Linked DNA regions of Zea mays: region 2 is linked to region 1. The links are chromatin contacts, called in public Hi-C maps. All regions are on one chromosome and are shown on one strand. Each heading gives the region's core, a stretch centred on a gene start, on an enhancer-like site or on the middle of the called end of the contact. The rest is flanking DNA. Distances are from core to core; before and after follow the strand shown. Region 1 holds the start of LOC100282792 (26S proteasome non-ATPase regulatory subunit 3). Region 2 has its middle 39 kb from the start of LOC103654656.

Region 1 (5,657 bases), core at 1,664-4,163:
GAGGTTGAAAATACAAATGATTGTAGGATCTACTTACTGCATAGTAACGGAAGATCTAAGAAACTAGCAGTGCCAAACAATTACCATATTCAGGAGAAAAACTAAAGCATGAAAAAAGCACTATGGGCTAGGCCGAGAGCACATCCTGCAGCCGGTTGCCACTCAACAGGCCAAGCATCGTATCTCCTTCTATGCTGATGATGTTGTTCTGTTCTACGGCCTTCCAACCAAGATATCTCAGCATTTGTCAGCATTTTGGACATTTTTGGTCATGCTGCAGGTCTACAAACCAATATTTCCAAGAGTTCAGTTACCCGAATACAATGGGGAGGATGAGCTGGCCATCATCGCTGATCTGCTGCCTTGTGAAATAAAAAATTTTCCTTGCACTTACTTGGGAATCCCTCTATCAATCCGGAAGGTCTCTAACACTGACCTACTGCCCCTGATTGATAAAGTTGCTGACGAGCTTCCTGGATGGAAAGCAATCTCTTGAGCCAGGCTGATCATCTTGTTTTGGTTAAAGCAGTACTATCTTTTGTCCCTGACTATCTCATGCTTGCGCTGGAACTCCCTAAATGGCCCTTCAAGGCGATTGATAAGAGAAGAAGAGGTTTCTAATGGAAAGGGCAAGGTAATGCAAAAGGAGGTAACTGCCTTGTATCTTGGGAAACTGTCTAGCGGTCTTTACGGTATGGTGGTCTTGGTATTCTCAACCAGGAGTTATTTGGCTGGGACTTACGTATCCGATAGCTATGGCTGCAAAAAATCAATTCCTCGAGACCATGGTCTAGACTCCATGCCCAAGTTAACCGCAATGCAAAGGCCCTTTTTGATGTGGCTGTTGTATCCGTGGTAGGCAATGGTGAAACTGTAAAGGTCTGAACCAACTGTTGGCTTCTAGGTAACACTGTTGCTGAATGCTGACCAACTTTGATCAAATTGATATCGAAAAGGGCTTTAAAACAGAGAACAGTAGCACAAGGACTCACAGACCGCAAATGGGTTTCAGATATAAGAGGAGCTCTGTCTGTGCAGGTGCTAGTGGAATATCTGCATCTTTGGAATATGGTCGATGGGGTGGAACTTCAGCCTGACACCGCCGATCAACACATCTGGCGCCTCTCCGGCCAAGGTATTTATTCCAGCAAGTCGGCATATGATGCATTCTTTACTGGATATATCATTTTTGCTCCCTGGCGGTGTGTCTGGAAGACCTGGGCTCCCTTAAGATGCAAATCCTTTGTATGGTTGGCAATCAAAAACAGGGTATGGACAGTTGATAGATTGGCCAAAAGAGGACTGCCCCATCCAGCTGCATGCCCTCTTTGTGACCAGTCTGAGGAGAGCATTCAACATTCAACATACTCTTGTCTCATGTATTTTTGCCCGGCAAGTCTAGTCGATGATCCTCAATAAGCTAGGCCTGCTCGCCATTGCCCCTCAGCCAGGATGCAAACGGTTTTCGAACTGCTGGGGTCAAAGTATCAAAAGTGTTGAGAAGAGATTAAGGAAAGGACTTAACTCCCTAATCATTTTGGTAGCTTGGGAGATCTGGAAGCACCGAAATTCTTGTGTTTTTGAGGGTGCTACACCCTGTGTCCAACGTGTAATGTTAGATGCGGTTGAGGGTGGTGCTTGGCTTGAGCATCAGCTCTACAGGACCTCCTCCTGTGCCAGTTCCCCATAGGAAACTAGCAGGTATTTCGGCGGTAGTTTTTTGTAGTTTTGTTCCTTTGTATGTTTGGAACGCCATTCCCTAGTCTGGGTATTTGGCCTCATGGGCCTTGTAACGTGGGTTGACAAGTCTTGTCTCTCCTATCTTACTTTTCTCCTTAATGAAATGACACGCAGCACTCTTGCGTTTGTTTAAAAAAAGAAAATCCAACCGCACATGTGCAAATCATACATAATCCATAGGAATAATGCAAGTTGTCCAATTGTGACAACGGAATATACACATGATGGTAAGACTTCTTGTCTTAAAAGTTTAGGCTACATAACAAATGCACAAATAAGGATGCTAGAAGTGAAGCATGAGTGAATGACTAGCTTATTTCAGATGAGAAGTAACAGACTAACAGCAGGGGACAAACATGTATGTCAACTATAATGGACATGGAAAAATGAAATTGTGCAGTAGCAAATCAATATCCATAATAGTGAGATTAATATACAAGGCACTGTACAAGTATGTTCGATCTAGGATACAGCGAGGTCCAGACATAACAAATCTGGCGAGTACCAAAGCCTAGCTTCTCTAAACCAGTCTCCTAGTGGCAATAGCTAGCAGCAGAGGCGGGAAAGTGAATTTTACCTTGGGCACCAGGGCAGTGAGGCGTCCGTAGGCTTCGGAGGACGCGGGTAGCGCGAAGGCGAGGAAGGCGGAGACGTCCCGCGCGGCGAGGCGGCGACGGAGCGCGACGGTGAGGCGGAAGGCGCGGGAGATCCGGCGGACCTCCTTGGACAGAGAACCGGCCTCGATCACGGACGCGATCTCCTTCAGATCTGACATAAGCGCCGCTTCAGCCACACCGAATCTTCGTGGAGATGTTACATAAGAACTCTAGGGTTTTGGGGAGGGGAAGAATGGATTGAGGGAGCATACGGTGTAGTGTGGAGAGCGCCGGCGCCCCGACGGCGGGAGCTGAGGCCGCAGGCTGGGGCTCCGAGTCGTTCATCTGCACGTCTTCCGTCATCGTGGAGGCGGCGGCGAGCAGAACTGCCGGAGTAGGAGAGGATTTTGTGGCGTGGTGGCGGATCGATGAGCAGTGCCTTTTGCTTCGGGCTCAAGAAGGTCGCTTCCGGGTTCGATTACCTTGGTTCTCCTTCACCGCTTTGTGGTGTCCTCGTGTCCCGCTCCACTTGGCATCAGAAACCCAGCAGCCCTGCAGCAGACATTTCTGGGCTGCCTGATATTCGTCGTTGTTGGGCATGGAAAATATTAGGATGGCTAAATGGACAGGCCCGAAGCGTTTTAGCCCGTAGTCCGTGGGCTTTTTATCTCCTCCAAATAATCATACTTATCTTTTCTTGTGTTCCGTTTAGATATCGAGAAAACATGAAATTGAATTAAGTTTAACACCAAATCAACCCTGGCTTAAAATAAGATGTAATTTTATTTCTATTGTTTGGATGTTATTAAATTAGAGTTTAGAATTATGTGATCTAATTCCACACAATACAGAGGAGTGATACTTTTTATTGAGAGGAGTTTCTAGTTATAGTCCAATTCTATAGAATTAGGTCTCAGATTCCAAATCTTAATTCTATATGCAATCAAACAATAGAATTCTAGAAAGCTTATTCCAATTCCAATTTCTATGCTGCAATATCTACATCCTTTTGGATATTGCAGTTATTTAATATAGAGTAAATTTTATTGGCAGTTCTCGAATTGGTATCGAGTTCTCATCCAAGTTTTGATAATTTTAAATTATACAATGAGCTATATGAACTTATTTTAAGTTTTTATCTAGGTCTTGGTACTTTCAAATTACATATTTAGCTCCCTATACTTATCTAAAGTTCTCGTATAGGTTTTGAATTACGTATGTAGCTTCCCAATCTTGATAGTTTAAAAATACACTCTCAATGCACTAAAATTATATTATTGTACCATTCCCACACACTACGTTGGGTGTGCAAACATAACTTCCTAGGACTTGCTTTGACGCACCAATCTTATTGTGCTTCCACACGTCCCAGCCGAGCATTCTCTATCGTGACATCGACCCTCACCTCATGATAATCGCATTCGAGCATCATTTATCGTGACACCAACCTTCACCTCATGATAATCGCATTCAACACCACCATGGTACCCCTTTTGCTCCCTTGTCGAGTAGGAGCTCATGTTCACATTGTCACAATCGCTCTGCGCTTAGTTTCCCACACTCCCAACCCCAATCACCTCCAACCCCAATCACCTCCCTCGACAACAATTGTAGTGCAATAGAGTGAGTGGAGCACGCAACATGGTGGTGCAGCGGGCATGACATGCACAAGAATTTCTTATAGGCCAACTAAATATGTGTGGGCTTTTAAGCCAACCCAAAAAAAATGGACCAATTTTTTGTTCCATGTGGCCTAGCCAGCGGAAAATTACTAACTTCCGTAGGCTAGAACAAGGTGCCAACTAAAATTAGTGATCTTTTTGGCTCTATGCATGCTTATAGCTGACAAAAAAATACTAATTTCCATCAACTTCTCTCTTGGCCAGCAGAAGTTAGCTACTTCAACATGTCGTCCTCATGTGTGCCTATGATGGTCTCTTATCACCATCCTCACTACTCCGTAGAGATCGCAATGGAGACCGAACCTTGATTCTCCGTCGAAATTCCCCTATTACAAAATGGGCATGAAGATAATTTAGTCCTTGTGGGGATCGAAACCAGAAAAAATAGTCCCATTTCAAGAGGATGGAGATGAGGAGCCATTCACTGTCCCCATTCCTTTGTACCCACTCTCCAAACTTCTCCTGATCTAAATTAGTCCATTGACTTGTTAAAAATATAATAAAAACTCAATACATAGCCTATTATAAAATGACAAACTAAACTCTAAAGTATATGTCTTTTATAATTCAAATATTTTTGCCCAATTTATATTGATTTGATATAATCAAATTAAATTCTCTACTCTATAAATGAAAGGGAAATATGCCCTTGAGCCATTTCTATATTGTTTTGGTGATTAGATACACAACACATTATGTTTAACTAACATGATATATGAGCAAAAGTGTATGAAGCAAATTGAGCTCCGAAGAGGACATAATGAAAATCTATATGGATCAAGCAAAAAGGTATGCTCGAGACACTTAGTCAATTGTTTTGTGTGCTAATTATGTTTGTCTAAGTGCCAGGGATTCAGCTAAGTCAAGTCCAAAAGGAGAAAAAGAAGACAAAGGAAGAAACAGAGAAAAGGTGCTGGACTGTGTAGCCCCAGACAGTCTGGTGCCAACCACCTGTAACACCCAAAATCCATCACCTAAAAGCAATTTAGTCTAAGTTATTGGTTTCCAATAGAAAGGAAAATATTTATGTTTTCAAATAATGAATGGTGATATAATTAAAAAAACAATTTCTTGAATAGATAGAATTTTACCAAGTGGTTGATGCATTTATGCCGAACCATAAATTTTATTTGATTTTATTTGCAAATCCATTTTTTATTTTGTGATAAAAATCTCATTTTATAAATTAATGATGGATGATTACAATATTAATTTTGGAAGGTACGAATTTGTGAGATTTTTTGTTTCTGAAAATATATATTTATTTATATCATTAGTTAGATTTATTTGTTGGAGTGAAGTCTTTTCCTAAAATGAAATGAGTTGCTAAATAATATTTTTCTAAAAGCATGTATATTCTTTTGTATATAATATATTTGGATTTATCTATTTTTTAATATTAATATATATATACATACTTATTTTAAGTAAAAGACAAGGAAAACAAATAGTAAAAAGAAAAAAAAAACACGCACGTGGCCATCCCGTACGCTTTCCTTTTATCTCCTCTCACTCAATGCCACGTGGGCCCTCCATGTAAGAACGATCTTCTTTCTCTAGTTATATCTCTGTGTCTAGGGCTGGACGAAAAACTCGTGGCTCGTTGGCTCACTCGACTCGGATCGGATTTAAATTTTTA
Region 2 (5,657 bases), core at 2,153-4,652, 360 kb after region 1:
CCACCTTCTCGTACGAGGGCCCTGGACCTTCCTTTTATAGATGTAAGGAGAAGGCCCAGGTGTACAATGGGGGGTGTAGCAATGTGCTAATGTGTCTAGCAGAGGGAAACCAGAGTCCTATGTACATGCCGACGTGGCTGTCGGAGAGGTTTTGGCGCCCTGTTCATGTGATGTCGTGGCCGTCGGAGGAGTGCTTGAGCCATGTAGGAGCACAGCTGTCGGAGCTGTCGGGTCCTTGCTGATGTCTCCTTGCTTCCGTAGGGGGCTGAGAACTGTCGTCGTCATGGAGCACGTGGGGTGCCATCATTACTTGTTTTACCGGGACGAGCCAGATGGGACGCCGGTCTTGTTCCCCGTAGCCTGAGCTAGCTAGGTGTAGGGTAATGATGGGCCCCCCTGCAGCGTGGTCGGTCCGAGCCCAAGGTCGGGCGAGGCGGTGATTCCTCCGAGGTCGAGGCTGAGTCCGAGCCCTGGGGTCAGGCGAGGCGGAGATCGTCTTCCGTGGTCGAGGTTGAGCCCGAGCCCTAGGGTCGGGCGAGGCGGAGATCGTCTTCCGTGGTCGAGGTTGAGCCCGAGCCCTGGGGTCGGGCGAGGCGGAGACCGTCTTCCGAGGTCGTGGTGGAGTCAGAGCCCTGGGGTCGAGCGAGGCGGAGACCGTCTTCTGAGGTCGAGGTGGAGTCCGAGCCCTGGGGTCGGGCGAGGCGGAGACCGTCTTCTGAGGTCGAGGTGGAGTCTGAGCCCTGGGGTCGGCCGAGGCGGAGACCGTCTTCCGAGGTCGAGGTGGAGTCCGAGCCCTGGGGTCGGGCGAGGCGGAGACTGTCTTCCGAGGTCGAGGTGGAGTCCGAGCCCTGGGGTCGGGCGAGGCGGAGCTTCCTATGGCGCCTGAGGCCGGACTTGGCGGCTGTCAGCCTCACCCTGACGGGTGGCGCAGCAGTCGGAGCAGGGCAGGCGGCACTGTTTTCCTGTCAGGTCAGCCAGTGGAGGGGCGAAGTGACTGCGGTCACTTCGGCTCTATCGACTGAAGAGCGCGCGTCAGGATAAGGTGTCAGGCGATCCTTGCATTGAATGCTCATGCGATCCGGTCGGCTGGCGAGGCGATCTGGCTAAGGTTGCTTCTCTGCGAAGCCTGCCCGAGCTGGGCCTCGGGCGAGTCGAAGGTGTGCCCGTTGCTTGAGGGGACCCTCGGGCGAGACGTGAATTCTCCTGGGTCGGCTGTCTTTGCCCGAGGCTAGGCTCGGGCGAGGCGAGATCGTGTCCCTTGAGTGGACGGAGCCTTGACCTGAATTGCGCCCATCAGGCCTTTGCAGCTTTGTGCTGATGGGGGTTACCAGTTGAGATTAGGAGTCTTGGGGGTACCCCTAATTATGGTCCCCGACATTACCCACAAGTCCTGTTACCCATCTGCCAAGGGATCGCGACTCCCATACACCTCTACCAAGGAAGCAAGGCAGGGTAACACTACAAGGCCTTTACAAAGTTCCACTAGCTTCAGAAAACCCGCTAAAGTTTTTAGGAAGCTCCAATGCAGGGACCCCTTGTCTGACAACCATCACAACAAAGTCAACCCAAGGGCCTCCCTACACTGACCACTCCCCTAATGTTCTTTCCCCTTTCGAGTATGGTAGTCCTCCGCTAGCTTTCCTAATTAGTCAGCCAAGGGCGTCCCATACCACCCTTGTGGTAGCACTGTTTTCCCGAGTGGTTGCTCCATGTTCCAATTAACATAATGATCTTATCATGAACAGTAAATAACAAATTGATAATAAAAGTATGATCATGAATAATGTGTATCTCCATACCCAAAACCACATAAAGCAATAGCAGGTACTACCCAAAAATTCAGTGGTAAACAAGATATAAAGATAGCCAAACTAGGGTAACCTATTGGGTCCCATCAGAATTAACCTATGCAGATCATTAAGATTAATAAGAACATGATTGGGTAAAAGAAGTGATCAAGGGCACAACTTGCCTGCAACGAGCTCCTACTCAGCAGTCTCCACTTGCTGAACACCCGGATCCTCTGTAGTTGGCTCGTCTACTCACAACAATATAAACAAACATGGTATAGCAGAAATTAACATCACACCAAATAGTAGAATAAAATACATGATAATATTCTACTCGTCGTAACGAAATCGTAGGAACAAGAATCACTAAATTCGAGATTACGGTTATTGAGTTATGAATTTCTGAAGTTATTAAGTGCTCGGTGTGGAATAACTCAAGTGAATAATTTTAATCTAATTTTCATAGCTAAACAGAGGTACTAAGTGATGAACAACAATAATACAAAATTAATTCCACTGGAATGGATCAATTTGGAGTTAAAAAAAATTAATTATGAATTATATAAGTTTCTGGAATTATTTTTGTACTATAAATCAATTTCTATATTGTTTTTCTCAATTTCCTTGGTTAGTGGACTGCGTGCATAAAACCAGAGGAACTTGGGGGCTAGAGTGCAAACGTGTTCAAGACTCGGTGGTGCACCCGAGTGGACTGCAGGTTTATTACTTGATTTTTCAGGGTCTCTTATGTAAGTTCTTTCGGCCGAAGGGGTATGAGTGACTCTCGACCATTAGATCGGAACCGAAGGCCATGATTAGATCACACGTATCGCCTAACGTCTCACCCCCGTGACCGCCGATCGAGCAACAACGGCAAGGGGGCGATCAAGTCCCAGCCACCCGATTCTGAATCGACGCACCGGATTTAATATTGTGAAGGGTTAACTAAGATCAAATCGCATCCGTTCAATCCGATCTCAACCGCTACGACGCGTTCTCCTCACTCTCAGCTAAACTCCGGCGACCACACCGAGGACCGTGGCAGCGCCATCGCCGACGAGCAGCCCAAACGTGATTCGCGCGCTAAAGTTCCTATTCGAAGGTAATTACAGGTGGTAGGAACGGTAAGGTCACTGGGAAGGTGCTTACCGGGGATTAAGGGCCGAGCAGGGGCATTCGTGGCGCGCGGCGGAATCCGACAACGGCGAGAAATCTAGGGCGCTTGGACGGGCCTCCGAGCTCAATACTTCATGCTAGCGATCCACACATGCCGATGAACGATCCTGACTCCACACTGGCCTCCAATCGTCGGTATAGGCACGAGCCCACGGCGGCGGACGACGGTGTCTCTTTGATGCGTGGTTTTCGCGATGATGGAGAGGGACGACAGGTCTGGTGAGAGTGTAGGGCTTCAGGGCTCGCGGTCGAGGAGGTGATGCGGGGATTTATCCTCGGGTTTCGCCTGTTGACGCAACTACCACAGCGACCGTGGCGGGATCGCGCGGGCCGTTCGGCCATTACCGCAGCTGACGGCGCAGCGAGATGATAGGTGGGATCCGGCTCCAGAGAGACGAGCACCTGGTCGGAAGAGGGGTCTACGCCCGGGGCCCGCATGACAGCTAAAAGCTGGAGCTGGCGCGCGCGGTCGAGCGGGATCTGGTTAGGCCTGCGCGCTAGAAGCCATAGTGGGCCGAAAGGAGGGAAAGGAGGCCCACGTGGCCGATACTGTTTCCCTTTTTGTATTATCTCCTAATTCAAATTCAAATCAGCCTCCAAGTTTAAATTTCCAAATTTTGTGGCTAATTGGTCCTCCGGTTAAATATTCAATTTGAACATTCCAGCATGACTCTTATTTATAAATTTTATTTTGTATTTTTTATAGTATCTCCCTCTCTTCCTTTCCATTTTCAAACCCAATTTTCAATTTAGGGGTTAATTCATATTATCAACTCATCATTATATTTCTACTACTATTATTGTTATTATTACTAAATGCACAAACTAAACTCCAATATGATGCATGGCTTATTTTAGGTGTCTTTAGTCATTTGTTCCCTTATATATGGTTATTACCATGTGATATAGAGTATGAGGCAAAAACATAGAATGAGATATACTCTCTTCTTTTCATTTACAAACTGGGTATTACAAATCCTACCCGCCTTAAAAAGAATCTCGTCCTCGAGATTAGGAAGGACTAGGGAAGAGGTGGGGAAAATCTACTCGCAGTTTTTCTTCTCTTTCCCAAGTAGCCTCATCTTCACCATGGTGACTCCATTGCACTTTGCACATTTTGATCACTTTACTCCTCATGACACGAGTCAAAGTATCAAGAATCTTGATAGGATACTCCATATAAGTTAGATCATCTTAAACACTGAGATCCTCCATAGGTAGCTGCTCTTTGGGTACCCTGAGTCACTTCTTTAGTTGGGACACATGGAAGACATCATGTACATCTCTGCCAGGTGGTCGGGTAATTCCAGTTGATAGGCAACTTCTCCCACTCGCTTTAGGATTAAGGAGGGTCCAATAAAGCGAGGGGACAACTTCCCTTTAACTTTAAACCTCCTCATACCCTAGATTGGTGACACCTTCAGATACACGTGATCACCCTCCTTAAACTCTAGCAGTCTCCTCCGAGTATCAGCATAGCTTTTCTGCCTTGACTGCGTAGTTCTCAAATTCTCCCTTATCAACTGGACTTGTTCTTCTGCCTCTTGTATAATCTCTAGCACAAAGAACTACCTTTCACCAGTTTGATCCCAATATAAAGGAGTCCTGCATTTTCTGCCATATAAAGCCTCAAACGGGGACATCTTCAAACTGTCTTGGTAGCTATTATTGTAAGAGAACTCCGCATATGGTAAACTCTTATCCCAACTGCCACCATGTTTAAGAGCACAACCTCTTAACATATCTTCCAGTACTTGGTTGGTCCTCTTGGTCTGCCCATCAGTTTTAGGATGGTAAGATGAACTGAAATTCAATCTTGTATCCAAGCACTCATGCATCTTTTGCCAAAACTAAGAATTAAACTGATATCCTCGGTCTGACACGATCTTCTTAGGCACACCGTGTAGACATACTATCCGTGCCATGTACAAATCTGCTAGCTTGGCGCCCGAATACATGGTCTTCACCGGGATAAAGTGAGCTACTTTAGTTAGCCTGTCCATAATCACCCATATAGAGTCATACCCAGTAGATGTGCGGGGTAGAGCTACGATGAAGTCCATACCAATCTCTTCCCACTTCAACTCAAGTATCTTAAGCGGGTGCAGCAAACCGGCAGGCCTTTGATGTTCCTCTTTTACCCTCTGGCAAACATCACATAGTGCTACATGTGAAGCAACATCCTTCTTTAGTCTATACCACCAATACTTATGCTTCAAGTCCTGGTACATCTTGGTACTGCTCGGATGGATGGAGTAAGCTGAGTCATGTGCTTCCTTCAATATGGTTTCACGAAGACTGCCGATCTCAGGAACACAAATCCGGTTCTTGAACCATATCGTGCCCTGCTCATATTCTGTGAAGTCTGGGCCTCTACCTTTAGTTATCAAATCTTTGATCTCTTGAATTTTGACATCACCGATATGACCTTTACGTATTTCCTATTCTAAGGTAGGTTCCACTTCTATGGTAATTCCTTCAGTATGAGCAACTATCCCCAGATTGAGCTTCTTGAAGTCTTCTGCTAACTCATCGGGTAACTGGGCTACAATAGTTGCGTGGACATGTTCCTTCTGACTCAAGGCATCCGCAACTAGATTCGCCTTGCCCGGATGGTAGTGAATTTCCAAGTCATAGTCTTTGATGAGCTCCAACCAACAGTGTTGCATAAGGTTGAGATCCTTCTGAGTG

The links. Hi-C and Micro-C count contacts between places; a contact is called where the count stands out from the background.
Region 2: a Hi-C map of leaf shows a contact between it and region 1, with 6 times the contacts expected there. The contact joins the enhancer-like site here to the promoter of LOC100282792 in region 1. A contact is called at or near these places in 2 of 25 Hi-C or Micro-C datasets (ear and leaf).

The regions. Positions count from the first base shown.
Region 1 is chr4:224,050,899-224,056,555 of Zm-B73-REFERENCE-NAM-5.0, forward strand. It overlaps LOC100282792 (26S proteasome non-ATPase regulatory subunit 3), which reads right to left and starts at 2,914. Exons shown (of 8, transcript NM_001155698.3): 1 at 2,609-2,914; 2 at 2,318-2,508. The coding sequence starts at 2,699.
Region 2 is chr4:224,408,304-224,413,960 of Zm-B73-REFERENCE-NAM-5.0, forward strand. No RefSeq gene overlaps it. Among protein-coding and RNA genes, the nearest start is that of LOC103654656, 39 kb to the right of the region's middle. Within about 2 kb of position 3,403, at least 18 of the 20 cell types and tissues checked have an H3K27ac peak or open chromatin away from gene starts, as enhancers often do. A contact at or near this core is called in ear and leaf, where this site is marked.